Regions from separate parts of the Mus musculus genome. Here regions 1 and 3 are each linked to region 2. A link is a contact called in public Hi-C and HiChIP or PLAC-seq data. All regions are on one chromosome and are shown on one strand. The core of a region is the stretch at or near the end of the contact, and the rest is flanking DNA. Distances in the headings are between cores, read along the strand shown. Region 1 overlaps Grk5 (G protein-coupled receptor kinase 5). Region 2 holds the start of Sfxn4 (sideroflexin 4). Region 3 overlaps Grk5 (G protein-coupled receptor kinase 5).

Region 1 (4,470 bases), core at 471-2,970, 160 kb after region 2:
CTTCCCAGGAATTCACTTCTCAAGCTACATTTGGCTGCATAGCTGTTAGCCTTACTATACCCTGGCCAGTGGTCCAGGAAGAAGCAGGGATACCTGGTCAGAGTTGGGGATTCTGTAGCTCTGATTGGTACTGAGAGTCTAGCAAGTCATCTGGTCTTCCTTTGTTGCTGTTGAATGGGAGGCATATTACTAACAATTAACTATCACCTAGTGCTTTTGGGTGATCCTCATTTCCAGTATGTTGACCATAGAGGGATGTCCAGGGAATGGCCTGAGATTTGGAAGTAGCATTGTTGCTTCCATTAGTTTGCTGCTCCATAGCTCATTATTTTTGTGCATACACCCATTCTGCTGCTTGGGCCAAGTGCTGCCGTAGGTACACAGTAGTGAGCCAGACCTTATAGGGAATTTAGTGTTGGAACCACCTGGTAAACTTCCACAAAACATCCATTCTACCCCAGTGTTGATATAGTCTGTCTGGGAGTGGCCTGGATAGTGACTCTCCTAAAACTTTACAGGTCTGAGAGAAAACAAACAAATAAACAACCAAGTGAAAGAATGCCCGAGTAAAGGGATGGCATCCCTAGGATGGTTGCAGCAGGGCCCCAGCATGGAGAGCATCATTTACTCTAAGCCAGGCTGTCCTTGGTTGCTCTGTGGCAGGCCTGGACTTAGATCACTGGGAAGTTCTGCCTCGCTTGCGAAGTAAAACAGAGTTCTGAGCACCACCCGTTTTTTTACCCCCTGCACAAAACTGGATGACTGACAGTCACAGATCTTTGCTTTCCAGGCTCTTCATTTGTGAAAATTTCAACATTTGTAAAATTTAAAATTTGTGAAAGTTTATTAAAATAGAAGCGAGCATAGGGTTTGCATTTATGTTTCCTACTTGCTCCCAGCATTCAGAAGCAGCAGCACTGATATTCCAGGTGACTTTTCTGCTGCAGGGTATCATGTCCTCTGAGTAGTGTGCAGAAGTGAGGTTTTCAGTCACAGAGATGCTTTGGAGCAGATGAGAGCAGTTCAAGTCCAGTGCTTCCTCTCCTTTTAGAATTGGTAAGTTAGAGTCAGACCTGGAACCCAGTTCCTGACTCTGTCTCCAGCTCTTCCTAGGATTCTGGGTCCTTCTCCCCTAACTGGTCCTCCCATCTCCCTCACCCTACCCCTTAATTTACTAGTTCTTCATTCCATTCCTACTGTGAGACTATATCTGCTTTTTGTACTTTAGGAATGAGAAGGAGGTCATTGCCTGACTGAGGTTAGGGTACTTTGTAGGGGGCCATAGTATGAATACCATATCTCCACACTCTGACAATCTCAGCCTTAGCCCCTTCCTGGACTTCCAGATACCTTTCTGATGCACTTTGAGGGTCACCCAAAAGCACCCTGCCCCTGCAACCCATGGAACCTAAATCTTCTTTCTTCAAAGCTACAGGCATGCACTCTTCTTTCCCTCCTACTGGCAACCTGGGCTCCAAAAAAAAAAAAAAAAAATGGCTTTGACATGTGACTTCTCTAAGTGCCACCAACTGTGTAAAACCTGGGCTTTCTATTTATGATATTCCCAAGATATGTGACAAGCACAAGGCACTGGTAAAACTAGAGACCAGAATGAGGGGGGAAAGAGGCACAGGAAGATGGCATTTGGTGAGGGTGTGTTTGTGTAATGTGCCATATGTCATTTTTATTCATATACAACATCATTCTTGAAGTAATCAGAACCAGCTCAGCTGTTGCTAACTAAATACCAAATGTTTCCCTTTTCCTGCTCCTTCCAGGGGGCAGACTGTGAGGAACTGCCCTTACTCAGGACGCTATCACTCCTCTCTAACGTCACAGACTATTTTTCCTCAGAGCAAAAGCCAGACTGCTTTTTCCAGCTTTGGCAGGAACATTTGAGAGAAAGTTGATTTCAAATCACCTTCTCTGTTTATTGTATCAGATCTGGAATGTGGCAGAATGGAGGCTTGTGGACTTTAATTCAGTCTCCACATGGGTTTCCTATATTGTCTTAGGGACCATGAAGAACTTGTTTCCTTGCCAATAACCTGGTGTTTCAGGGAAATACAGTTAAATAGAGTACAATGACATGGGTATCTATCTGGTGGAGAAATGGCAGCAGGAATCCTTTTTGGGGGCCTCCCCATCTCCACCCCCAGTTTACTATAACATGTGGTTTCATTTCAGAGGGCTCCGGTGTTAGCATTTCCATTTCCTCAGGAAGCCACATTTCATTCTTGTTCTTATTCCTGAAATGGAACCTACATTTTCCTTGGCTCAAGTTCAAGGAGTGCCTGGGGCAACAATGAAAACAGTCCTAAGCAGGTTCCAGTCATGGTCACCCCTCCCTACACTGCCACCCATGGATGTTCCATGTTTGCTATAGAAGGATTGCGGCCAAGACTCCAAAAGCCCCAGGGGGCGGGGTGGGTATTGGGTGGTCAGTGTTGAACTCAGGTCTTGTGGATATCAGAGGGGAGCTCTGGTGTCCTCTGTGTCTGTGTTCTGGCCTTCTGTTGGGGAGATCTGCTTGCCCACTAAGTGCCCACATACCACAGAGTCTTAATTAAGAAAGTATGTTCCCATTTCACGTAACTGGGAAAGAATGAAAACAATGACAACATTTATTTATCTTCACTATCAATATCATTACTGTTTCTGAGTCTTAAAGGAATTAACTTCTTAACCGCAGGCATGAGCTATTGAGAGACATGTGGCTTCATTCAGAGTGAGGGTCTCCATGCAAGGGAAAGCTGGTAATAGATCCAAGCCCTCCCAGAGCTTGAATCCAGTGGCTCAAGGACAGAAAAGCAACTCAGCTTGAGAGCCCGTTGTCAGGGTGTCAAGCCTTTTTACATTGGTTCTATTTACTTACCTTTCAGAGACTTCAATGCAATAAAAGCCTTCATTTCTATCATCTGTCATCCTGGCTGCTATTCACACAAGACAGACCATATGCTGGGACTGGGTGGGGTGCTCTTATGTGTTAGTGTCAGCAGTTCATGGGGCAGCTGAGCCTCTGGAATGGGATTTACCCAAGACAAACTCATTACCCAGAGCCACTTGCTGACTGTTAGCATTATTTCTGTGGGTAGTTGGGTAATCCTGTTATATAGAGGGGATATCTCAGGCATTGTGGTCTCTATACACTACTATAAATTGTAACCACCTGCTGTGAAAGACAGCCATGATATAGATTTGGCAAAATCCACACCCAGCTGAGGATATCCATACGCTGAGCCGAAGGATACAGGTAGGACTCAGATCCCAACATCATGAGCTCTGTAGGAGTTCTTGCCCAGTCATGCAGCCCCGTCTGCCTCTGGGATGCAAGAAGGGTAGGATGTTTGGCTATTTCCAAGATGGTGTACTAATCATCAGTGAAAACATACTTTCTAGAATCTCTGTGCAGATCCAGCTTTGAGTGGAAGGGGAAGCAGTGCTTAATTGTGCATAGGCTTTCATTTTCAGTCATCCAAATACTGTTCAGGGCTGAAAGGCTTATTAGTCAGCCTATTTTTGTTGTAATAAACTGAAATTTAAAACAAATGAGCTTAAGGGTAAAAGGGAATCTGTTGGTTCATGTAACAAACAAACAAACAAACACAAAAAAAACAGGAATAAAACCTATGGCTTTGGATATGGCTGGATATAGACGTTGGTTGTTATATGGGACACTGCTCGCTCAACTTGCTGTGACTGCACCTTCATTCTTTGTTGTTGTTGTTTCATTTTATAACTACAAACTAGGCACCAGCAGCTTTGGGTTAATGTATTGCTAAGCCCTTAAGATTGCGAGAGAAGAAACTCTAATATGGTGGTGAACACCTTTAATCCTAGCACTCAGGAGGTAGAGGCAGGTGGATCTCTGAGTTGGAGGCCAGTCTGATCTACAGAGTAAGGTCCGGGACAGCCAGGGCAACACAGAGAAATCATGTCTCAACAAATAAGCAAACAAACAAAAAATCAAACCAGATAGATCTTTCTGAAAAAGACCAAATGGTTCCTTTCAGAAGCACAGATAATTTTGCTGCTTCTAATCTTGGTAACTGTAGACATGCTTTATTCCTCACAGCCAGTTCATTCTAGGCAGTCAGGTATTAACAGGCTTGCTAGTGGTGTGAGTTTATATATGTGTGTCCATCCGTGATGGGCTAGAAATTTAGGAATGTCCCCTTAGAAGAGGGGAACTGTTCCAAACTGGGACAGTATGCTCAAACACAGATCTGGATCCCACCTGGAAATTTTAGATCCAGTTCATCTGAAGGAGCCTGGGGAACTCTAGTTCCTGGATGATGCAGACATGTCCCTGCTTGGAGCCCTCGAGTGAGTCCATAGTTAGGACTTTCTCATTTTATGGCTGAAGAAACAAGCTTGTGTCAGGAGCCATTTAGGAAAGGCTAAAGTCATACAAGTGTCATTCTGGAGAAGACACATCATATTGCATGGTCTGCATAATTTTGAATTACA
Region 2 (4,801 bases), core at 1,007-3,506:
GTCAACTGCCTTCCTAACCAGAGCCCTGGCAATCCCTAACCTCTCACCCACTTCCATAGCTAGCTGGTTCAGTGTTGTTCCTTACCTCTTTTTTTTTATTTTAATTTTTAGGAAAATAAATAAAACACAAAGAGTAATTATACAATAAAACACCTTACCCAGAAATAACAACAGACCACTTGGCACACAAACCTCATCACTTGGCTCTGTAGGAACAGCACCAGCTTATGAGACCCTGCAAATATGCCTAGACCCCCTAGACTAGAAACTGAGGGAGGGTCCACCCCTGAGCCTCGGCCTCTACTTACATCTCCTTTTCCTGACTCCTTTTCTTCTAGACACTCCATCCAGAGAGTCTCCTAACTCTTTTTTTTTTTTAATTAGGTATTTTCCTCATTTATATTTCCAATGCTATCCCAAAAGTCCCCCATACCCTCCCCCCCACGTCTCCTAACTCTTAACCTTGGTTAAGAAAGGGACTAGCTCTGTCATAGTCTTGTTGGATGGATTTTGTTTGAAACAACTTATTACGTAGCCCAAATGGCTCGAATTCACAATCCTCCCTCAGCTTCTATGGCAAGCAACTGACTCCTGGCTGGAAGACTGGTCTGGGTTAACTTGGAATCAGCAGCATCCAGCCCAGGTATGGTATCCTCTGCTCAACAGACTTATGTTTGACTTATCATTCTTCCAACCCAAAAACCTCACTCAAAAAATACAAAATATAATATTCTACACACGCGCGCGCACACACACACACACACACACACACACACACACACATGGACTGGGCTATTATTTCAAATTTCAAAATAAAGCACGAAATTCATTACTTCTTAAAACAAAACCATACTTACAATTGAAATAAACATGTTTACAGGATCTAATAAATCCATCCACTGACAAAATCTTCGAAAAAAGGCCTAAAGATGGTGAGAAAGAGACACACCAGAGAGAAGTTAAAAGAAATAAGGCTTAACAAGGTAGTCACAGTTCACTTTGGTGGGGGCATACTTACTAAAGAACTGTAAGTAATCTGACTTTTACAAAATGTATCTCCTCTAACCACTTGGGATAGAGTTTCATTTCAGAATTAAAAGCTAGAATTTGGGATTCATATTTTCTCTTTATATCCCCATATGACCTCAAGGTAATGACCTAGAAACACCTGACTGTTGTCTGGCTTTCTCTGCTACTATAAGGCTTAACTATAGCAGTAAGGCAGGCAGCCCAACAAGGGCTTTGCTAGGGTTACAGATCAGCTCACATGTGAAAGAGGTGTGTTTTGCTCCAACAAGCTGTCCATTTTCGAAACAGCTCCAGCCTTAAGTTCTGGATTTCCATGAACAGGGGTGGGCTAAGCTTAGTTTAAGGTCAAGGCCTCTAACAGTATTTAGAGCCTTGAGGCTCCATGAGGATATGCAAGAAGTGAAATTGGGCCAGACTGCCTGCACAGGTTACACACTGGACTTCGAAGTCTTTGTACCAAAAAAAAAAAAAGGTAGAATCGTAGAATCTATTTTTTATTACATGTTGAAATGTTATTTGGCATTGCTTGGACTAATTATGTTATTAAGATTGATAGTTGTGCCGGGCAGTGGTGTTGCACACCTTTAATCCCAGCACTTGTGAGGCAGAGGCCAGCCTGGTCTACAGAGTGAGTTCCAGGACAGCCATGGCTATACAGAGAAACCCTGTCTCGAAAAAAACAAAACAAAAACAACAAAAAAGATTGATAGTTGCTTCTTTTAAAACTTTTTAATATGATTACTAGAAGCACTACCCAACAGTGACTTCCCAGTCTCTAACCTGCTTAAAGCAGGGTGTATGTGTGGTCTTAATCCAAATGGCTGATTTAAGCAAACCTAGGAACCCGGGCAAGGGCAGTCCCACTGAGGACTGGAACTCCTTAGTGAGGCCCTACATCGGATGAGAGTGACTTTGTGGCCTTCTACAACCCAGCCTAGGACCTAAGTAAGAGATGCAAGAGCGGAGACCACTGAAGGGGTTGTTTTTCCCTCCGCACTACAGGATCTCTGAGAGGAAAGTCATGATGACGCAGGGCAGCCTGTCAAGGTCTTGCTGGTCAGGCCAGCCTCCCGCCCCCAACACCCAGCCCCGGAGTACTTGGCGTTCGGAAATCCAGAACTGCAGGTTGGGTTCCATTTGGACAGCGGCGCCACTACGCCCTTGGCAACGCCAGCAAGCGCCTCCTCCTCTTCTCTGAACAAACCCGAGTGTGATGCAGGCCCCGTTTGCTTTGCAGCGCAAGGGGTGGAGCCTATCAGCGTGTCCCGCCCCAGAACCCGAACGCTCCCCTGCTATAGGCCAAGTTCTTCTACTTCCTTTCCTCAAGTTAGAAGAATCCGAAGGGTCCGGGTACAGAGGCGTTCACTCCCACTTCCAGTCTCCACTTGGGGCGGAGACCCTGTAAGAAAGAAGACAGTGTAACTGATGCAAGAGATTTTCTACCGTCACGCCTGCGCTTATCAGGCGCACATTACCCCTGAAAACTGTTGTATACAAAGTCAAATGTACACGAGTTGGGTCAAGCCAGAGCCAGTTACATAATTTTCATGGTGCAGTGAAAAATAAAATTATCATGCCATTTATTAAAAAGTATTGAGATTTCCAAAAGTGTATATTATTGAAGCAAGTGTGGAAAAGTTGGATCTGAGTAGAGTGTACCAAACTCTCAGCCAGACCGGTTAGGTTTTAACCGGTTTCTTTCTAGCATTGGGTCTGTGATGAAAACTGAAAGGAGTTCAGAAACTGATTTTGTTGACAAAAATTTCAGTACTGTGGAGAGACTAGAAAGTTATGGCCTAGAGGCGAATTACCTTGACTAAGTTCTGGCCCTCCAGAGCAGCCATTCCTTGTCCACCTCTGTGTCAGAACTAACTTCTCATGACAACAGATAAAACCTTTTAGAATTTATTGATGATTTGGCAGACAACTAGCTTCTACCAAATCAAAAGTTAAGGATGGCATCAAATAGCATCTTGACCTTATGTGAAAGCTTCCTGCATAATGATGTACCTCTGCCTCTCTGATGTACCCACCAATGTATTTTAAAGCTTTCCTTGATTTGTGACTTTCTCCGTACTGTAAAACTATAACAAACTTTGTGAAATGGCTTTCACACGGGAATGTAAGATTTGGAGTAACCTAAACCTGTGTTCCCAGGCTCTGATGACTTAAAATAGCTCCAGAATAAACTCTTATTATCTTATTTTTTTTAAGATAAGAGAGGTTTTTTGTTTTTTGGTTTTTGGTTTTTTGTTTTTTTGTTGTTGTTTTTGTTTTTGCATCAACGGGTCAAATCCACTTTGGTTAAAAGCCAAATCAACTAGAGTCAAATAGGGCTTTCCTACCTTCTCTCAGTGTCAGGATAGATGGGACTTGAATGTGTGCCTAGAGTATGTGTGGTGTTCAGCAGGACTCCAGAGTGCAGAACTGGAGCCCCTGCACAACACTTATAGTTAAATGATTCTGGTCATGTCAGTATCTCCATCTAGAAAAAGGGCTAGTAATTGTACTAATCTTAGGGGCTTGCTGAAGATTGAAGGAAATGACTGAGCCAGGCTGAACCCATTGGAGGTGGCCAGTAGTAGCCATGACCACCACCTAGAGGTTATCAGTCCTTGCCTTTCTCGCCCAGGAATTCAGATCTGCCAGTTTATCTGGCTCTTCTCTTCAGTCACTTAGTTGACCTGACTCACTTTGCTATAGCCTTCAACAGTTCTCTCCACAGATAGGTAAAAGGGCCCCTCCTCAGTATTCCCATTATGCCAAGATATGCACTTGTGGTATCATTATGGTCTTTAGCACACTGCACTGTCTGATTGGCTCTACCCTTCAGTGAGTCACAGATCCAGTCCATCTGGCTCTCTGTGCTTTACCACTTTGGAAGTCCTACAGTCAAAAGAACCAGAATGATCTTAAGGGTAAGTTACTGTCACTCTTTTTTCTTTTTGAGGGAATATAGAAGGTAGTTGAGGCAAGGTCTCATCTCATACTGTAGCCCAGACTGGGTTTGATCTTCCTGGATACATACATGCATGAGCTGCAATGTCCATCAAAGATATTCCCCATCACATTTAGAATTCACTCCTTAGCTTGCCTGAGAGACTTTGGGTCCCTAACTGCCATTTTCCTTTATGCTCTAGTGGCATGACCTCCTTCATGTTTCCTGCCTAGAAGCCCCTTACTTCCTGCGATGGCTTGAATGAGAATAATCCCATATACTCATATATTTGAATGCATGGTCCTAAGTTGGTGTAACTGTTTGGAAGGATCGGGAGGTGTGGCCTTATCAGAAGCCCCAGGGATGGGATTGGAATTTTCTAAAACCCACACCATTCCCACTTGGGTGTCTTATCTCATGCCTGTGGATCAGATATAAGATCTCAGCTCTGTTCCAGTGTCATTCTTGCCAGCTGCCATGCAGGTCATGAACTAATCTGGAACCATGAGCCTCAACTTTCTTCTAGCCTTGGATGCTGGTGATACACAATAGATAGAATTACCCTCATTTTACATATAGACCCAGAAAATAGACCCAGTCTCTTTTCCCTCAGGACTTCCCTGAAAAACCTACTCAGAACACTGCTCCAACCCGGCAAGTATCTGATTTCTGTTTATTGGGCTTTTCTTCTAGAATCAAGTGCATAAACACAAAGGTTTATTTTTCTTCACTCCAATGCCTCCAAAGTCCAACCTGGCATATGTTTTTCATGGCTACCAAAATAATGAATGAAAGTAGGTATCAGTCTTGCCTACTAAGTTTCAGTTTCCTGAG
Region 3 (4,634 bases), core at 70-2,569, 190 kb after region 2:
CCTTGATTCAGATTTTGCAGCCAGGTCTCCTCCTGGACTCTGGCCTAGAATTTTAGAATGATAAGAAAACAAAGAACTGGCAAGCTGCACTTACCTAGTCAATTAAGCCAAGACAAGCAACATATTTATGACTTGTGTGTCTTAGTTTAGATAGTGGAATAACAGCATCTTTTCTCTTTATATCCTTTACTGGTTAACAGACAAATATGAAACATCTGAAGAAGCAAGATAGGAGTTGAGTTCCAGGGCATGGGAGAACTCAGTTTTGACCCTGCCAGAAAGGTGGGACTCATACCTGAGATGGCTGAACTCAGGAAACTATCTCCTAATAGCATGTCCAAGATATAAATCTTGTCTCAAATAAATGTTTTGAAACTATTTTCTCTATTGTGGGCCCTTTCTTTTCACTTTCTTGATAGAATCATTTGAGACATTTATAATATTTTGAAGAAATTCATACTTCATGCCTGTTACTTATTTTCAAATGGCTTGTGCTTGGCTTGCCTTATATGCTTTTCTAAGAAGTCCTATGTTCCTCTGGAAACAGGATGTGTGTAGAGAGAAAATGAGCAAATTGTGGTATATACTTGATGTCTCGTAAGCCATTCTTCTTCTGGAGCACAAAAACACTGATGTCTGTCAGAAAGATCAGGACCAGGCCTGACTCTTCACAACAGCCTTGGAGTATAGCACTGTACTGAACTGACTTCTTACAGTTGTGTGGATCTTTCCAGCAACTCTCAGAGCATTCATGCAACAACTTTACAGACCTGGCAGCTGAGGTCTAAAAAGAGAAGCTAGCTCAGGGTGGAGCCCTGAGTAACTTGCCTAAGCAGGGTTAGCTATAGGACATTTTGCTGTGGCTCATTTTAATTGAGCTCACAAACCATTGTGCTGGGTCTGCATTATTGAAATCTTAATGACTAAGGCTTGGCAGGTGGCTCCCACTTAAGTTGTAATTTTGCTGAAAAGTATTAGTGGATCTATATGAAACTCAATGCTAGGGCATTGATGCCCCTTGCCCACACATACTCACAATCACTGAACACAAGCAACCTAGAGGAAAGTGTTTGTAGTTTATGCTTCCAGAACATAATCTATCACTGAGGGAAGTTAGAGCAGGAACTTAAGGCCTATATGGGGTTCTTCCTAGACAGGAAGGGTGGACAGGTGAGATGAGCAATTGACATGAACCACTGTAGTATTCCTCTTTGGGATGCTGGGAATGCCCAGCCCAGGTGGTATTTAGAGTTTATTTTTGACCAGAGGTCCTCAGGCAGGATGTTGTTCTCAGTGCCCTATGCCGACATAGGGCTGCCTCTTTGTTTCCATAAACAATGACAGGGTAAAACAGGGAAGTTTGTTCCTGTTATGGGGGAAGCAACCCATCAGCCTACTTTTTCACAAAAGAAATTTATCCCTAATGTTTGTTTGGCTCTTTGAGAAAACAGCCACTTGAAAAAAAGAAAAGGAATTATATGAAAAGCAACAGTGATTCCAAGTTTTCTTTCTTCATTTCTTTTTTATTCATTGCACCATCTCAGTGGTACTTTTTTCTACCCCACACATTGCACCAGGATGTTGAGCAAGACACCTCCAGCTGGTTCTCAGCTCTGGCCTGAGGGCAGTCAGCTAGCTCCTTGTTGTCAGGATGCATAGTTAACAAGCCCTGCTAACTTCCAAGCCCTGGAGCCTGTGTTAGTAACTTTTGCATCCCTGCCATGCATCATGCATGGCAGAAACAACTTCAGAGACAAAGGTTTATTTTAGCTCATGGTTTTAGGTAGTTTCAAAGTTCACACAGCAGGGAAGGCATGACAAGGCAGCTTCATCTATAGTAGAGAAACCTTGAGGTATGTTCTAGTTTCTTTTCTGTTTCTGAACAGAATACTCTTACCAAAAGCAGAGGAGGAAAGGGTTTCTTAGGTTTATATTTTGAGGTCCCATCATTGAGGGAAGTTGGGGTAGGAACTCAAGTAGAACTCTTAAACAGAGACCATGGAGGAATACTGCTTGCTGGCTTTCTCTTTAGTTTACTTAGACTCATGCCAGCCTAGGATCAGTTGCCTAAGGAATGGTACTTACTGCCCATAGTGGGCAGACCCTCCTATATCAATTAACAGTCAAAAAATTCCTCATGTTGTGGAAGACCAGGAAACAGGGAGTACAGGCTGGCACCAGGGCATGTATAACTTTCAAAGGCTCTTATGACCTACCGTCTTTATCCAGGCTCTACCCCCTAAAACTTCCACAGCTTTCAGAATAGTTATCAAGCTACAAACCAAGCATTCAGAACATTAAACCTTTGAGGACATTTCAGATTCAAACCAGAGCATCATCTTATTTAGTCATCTAAGTGTGGGATTAAGGGAGTGAGTGCAGCACTAGATTCAATACTATCAGCTTTCGTAGATCGCATCATGTGTGCAGACCATGAATACAATAATAAGCAATTTTCTTTTAAGTCATGTTTTAATTGAATGAGCTAACTGGAAGTAAAGCTCTGAATTGGATGAACCTCTCTTAGTGTGTAGAGATTAGTATGTGTCAGAGGTGAGCTCATGACATACTAACATGCTGTTGAGACTTGCTGTATGAGACTTGAAAGAGAATTGAACAGGATAAACTTTTCCCTGAGTGCCTCAATGTCATTTGTCACTTTGGTTCTCCTAAAACCATTAATTATCTTTGGAAATGCTCTCTGCTCCCTACCTAATGATGCACTATGGGATGCTGGCTTGATGGTAATTAAAATAGTATGGCCTGGAACAAGGACCAGGTGACAACAACCCTGGTGGAGGTAGTATAAGAATACACTGACCCATTCGTATTAGATATGTTTCCTGTTATTTTGACTAGTTCCTGGTAGAAATAATGTCACGAAGGAAATATTTATTTTGGCTCACTGTTTTAGAGGGTTTTGGTTGATGGTTGCTCAGCTACATGTGTTGGGGCAAGAACATCATGGTGATGGGAGTATGTAGCTCTTCCCCTCACCTCGTCGTGAACAGGAAGCAACAGGAAGGGACCAGGGAAAGTTATAGCCTGCAAGAAAAACAAAAAACCAAAAAACTCTTAGCATTCAACTTCATCTTACCAGGCCCACCCTCCTACAGTTCCCGCACTTCCTGATAGTCTATTTAAATACTGAATCCACTAGCTGATGAATCCTTAGGTTAGAGCCTTCATGGTCCAATTGTTTCTGGAAAAACCCTCACAAAAACACTCAGAAGTATGCTTTACTGATGTTTCTATGCATTTCTCAATGTTGTCAAGTTGACCTTCAAGATTAGCTATCACATTATCTAACCAACCTGTGATCTCCAGGGCAACCAAGGGCATGGGAATTATTCCCACAAAAGTACTCTGTCCATCCTCTTTGTAGACCTTGGACTCTAACTAACCCTAAACCTGGATTTTCTCCTCCACTTAGATTATTGGTTCTTATCTCCCAGCAACAGGAATGGATCTTCATGCTGTTGTCAATGAATATAATGAGCTCAGAGTTCACCTTTGCCTGCCCAGGTGACTGCGCAGGGTGGAAAGATTGGGGAGCCATATGCCATGCTTTTCAGCTTCTTGCCACAGTACTAGGAGGAAATTTGAGAGTGAAATGATTAGAAAGAATGGTTGAGGATGGGGCTTTTGAGGTCCTTTTCTACCCAAGTGCCAAGCAGGCTAAGTTCTGCTAAGCTTCCAGGACATTATGGAATTGGATATTTTATGAGTTAAGGGATTTCAGACATCTAGCATCCTTCAAGAAGCCCCAGTATGGGTAGGCCTCTTCCTCTTTCATTTTGGGGGCAACAGAGAGGAAGTCAGAAGGCATTAAGTCATGTTTGTATTCACTAGGTATCCTGAGACAAAAGAAAGGAGCTAATATTATTTATTAGTCAACTACTGCATGCCTGGAGCCTCACATTCCAAAATTTCCCGATACATAAGTGTAATTGTCTGAAGTAAGGAGAAATAGGTCTCCCAGATGGGTCATACTTCCCCAAGGAACCTTAAGGCCTATTGAGCAGGGTCATGGCAATATTCCATCTCCTGATTTCTAGTGTATAGATAAAGAAGATCTTTGTCCCACTCCCTAGGTTCTGACTGCAAGAATAGTTAGGGTTTGATGGAACCCATTTTGAAAATTACTGAGTTAAGCCAGGTTATTCATTTCCTACATGAAGAAACTGAGGCCCAGAGAAAGACTGTATTTTCTTGGTTACATATCTTGAAAGAGGAGACTGGAATGACTTTTCCAAAACGCTGGGCTAGACATGGATAAATAACATTAAAAGCTACACCCCTTGACTTTGTTTTCATCTTCCATCATAGCTGTCCTGTAGCTGGGCCCAGATTCCCAGGCTGCTCCTATTTGGGCCAGTAAGTGTCTAAATGCTGAGCCATGCATAGCATCTGAGCTTATTAGAGGAGGCAGCTGGCACCAAACCATCCACATTTACAAGTTGAATTATTATCTCTTATACTTCCTTACCAAAAGTGGGTTTTCATGTTGGAGATGGGAGGGGAAAAGCATTAATTACTGTACACTACATGGGAGTTTTTGCTCTTAGCTCATTCCAACATCCTTATAATTCTAAATGAAAATTAACAATTGTCTCAATTTTACCCTGGGCCAC

The links. A called contact is a pair of places that touch in the nucleus more often than the background predicts. HiChIP or PLAC-seq counts read pairs in DNA pulled down with a chosen protein or histone mark.
Region 1: a Hi-C map of bone marrow-derived macrophages shows a contact between it and region 2, with 31 read pairs. The contact joins the enhancer-like site here to the promoter of Sfxn4 in region 2. A contact is called at or near these places in 4 of 39 promoter capture datasets (the C10 cell line, cranial neural crest, embryonic stem cells and 1 more), 3 of 484 Hi-C or Micro-C datasets (the G1E-ER4 cell line and bone marrow-derived macrophages), 5 of 115 datasets of contacts at active chromatin or transcription factors (the 230-238 cell line, acute myeloid leukemia, bone marrow-derived macrophages and 2 more) and 4 of 9 other capture datasets (adipose tissue, liver, macrophages and 1 more).
Region 3: a contact with region 2 is called in an H3K4me3 HiChIP or PLAC-seq map of bone marrow-derived macrophages, with 2.7 times the contacts expected there. The contact joins the enhancer-like site here to the promoter of Sfxn4 in region 2. A contact is called at or near these places in 11 of 39 promoter capture datasets (the C10 cell line, the HPC-7 cell line, cranial neural crest and 7 more), 1 of 484 Hi-C or Micro-C datasets (bone marrow-derived macrophages), 16 of 115 datasets of contacts at active chromatin or transcription factors (the 230-238 cell line, T-cell acute lymphoblastic leukemia, bone marrow-derived macrophages and 12 more) and 4 of 9 other capture datasets (adipose tissue, liver, macrophages and 1 more).

Annotation. Positions count from the first base shown.
Region 1 is chr19:61,019,996-61,024,465 of GRCm38.p6, forward strand. All of the region lies in intron 2 of Grk5 (G protein-coupled receptor kinase 5), which reads left to right. Among named protein-coding and RNA genes, the nearest start is that of Gm22520, 8.7 kb to the left of the region's middle. Within about 2 kb of position 1,721, at least 22 of the 459 cell types and tissues checked have an H3K27ac peak or open chromatin away from gene starts, as enhancers often do. A contact at or near this core is called in pancreatic islet, where this site is marked.
Region 2 is chr19:60,859,172-60,863,972 of GRCm38.p6, forward strand. Sfxn4 (sideroflexin 4) reads right to left here and starts at 2,257. Exons shown (of 14, transcript NM_053198.4): 1 at 2,128-2,257; 2 at 858-923. The coding sequence starts at 2,166.
Region 3 is chr19:61,051,377-61,056,010 of GRCm38.p6, forward strand. The region is part of intron 4 of Grk5 (G protein-coupled receptor kinase 5); the gene reads left to right. It also overlaps a transcript of Zfp950 not described here. Among named protein-coding and RNA genes, the nearest start is that of Gm22520, 40 kb to the left of the region's middle. Within about 2 kb of position 1,320, at least 31 of the 459 cell types and tissues checked have an H3K27ac peak or open chromatin away from gene starts, as enhancers often do. A contact at or near this core is called in bone marrow-derived macrophages, hematopoietic stem and progenitor cells and neutrophils, where this site is marked.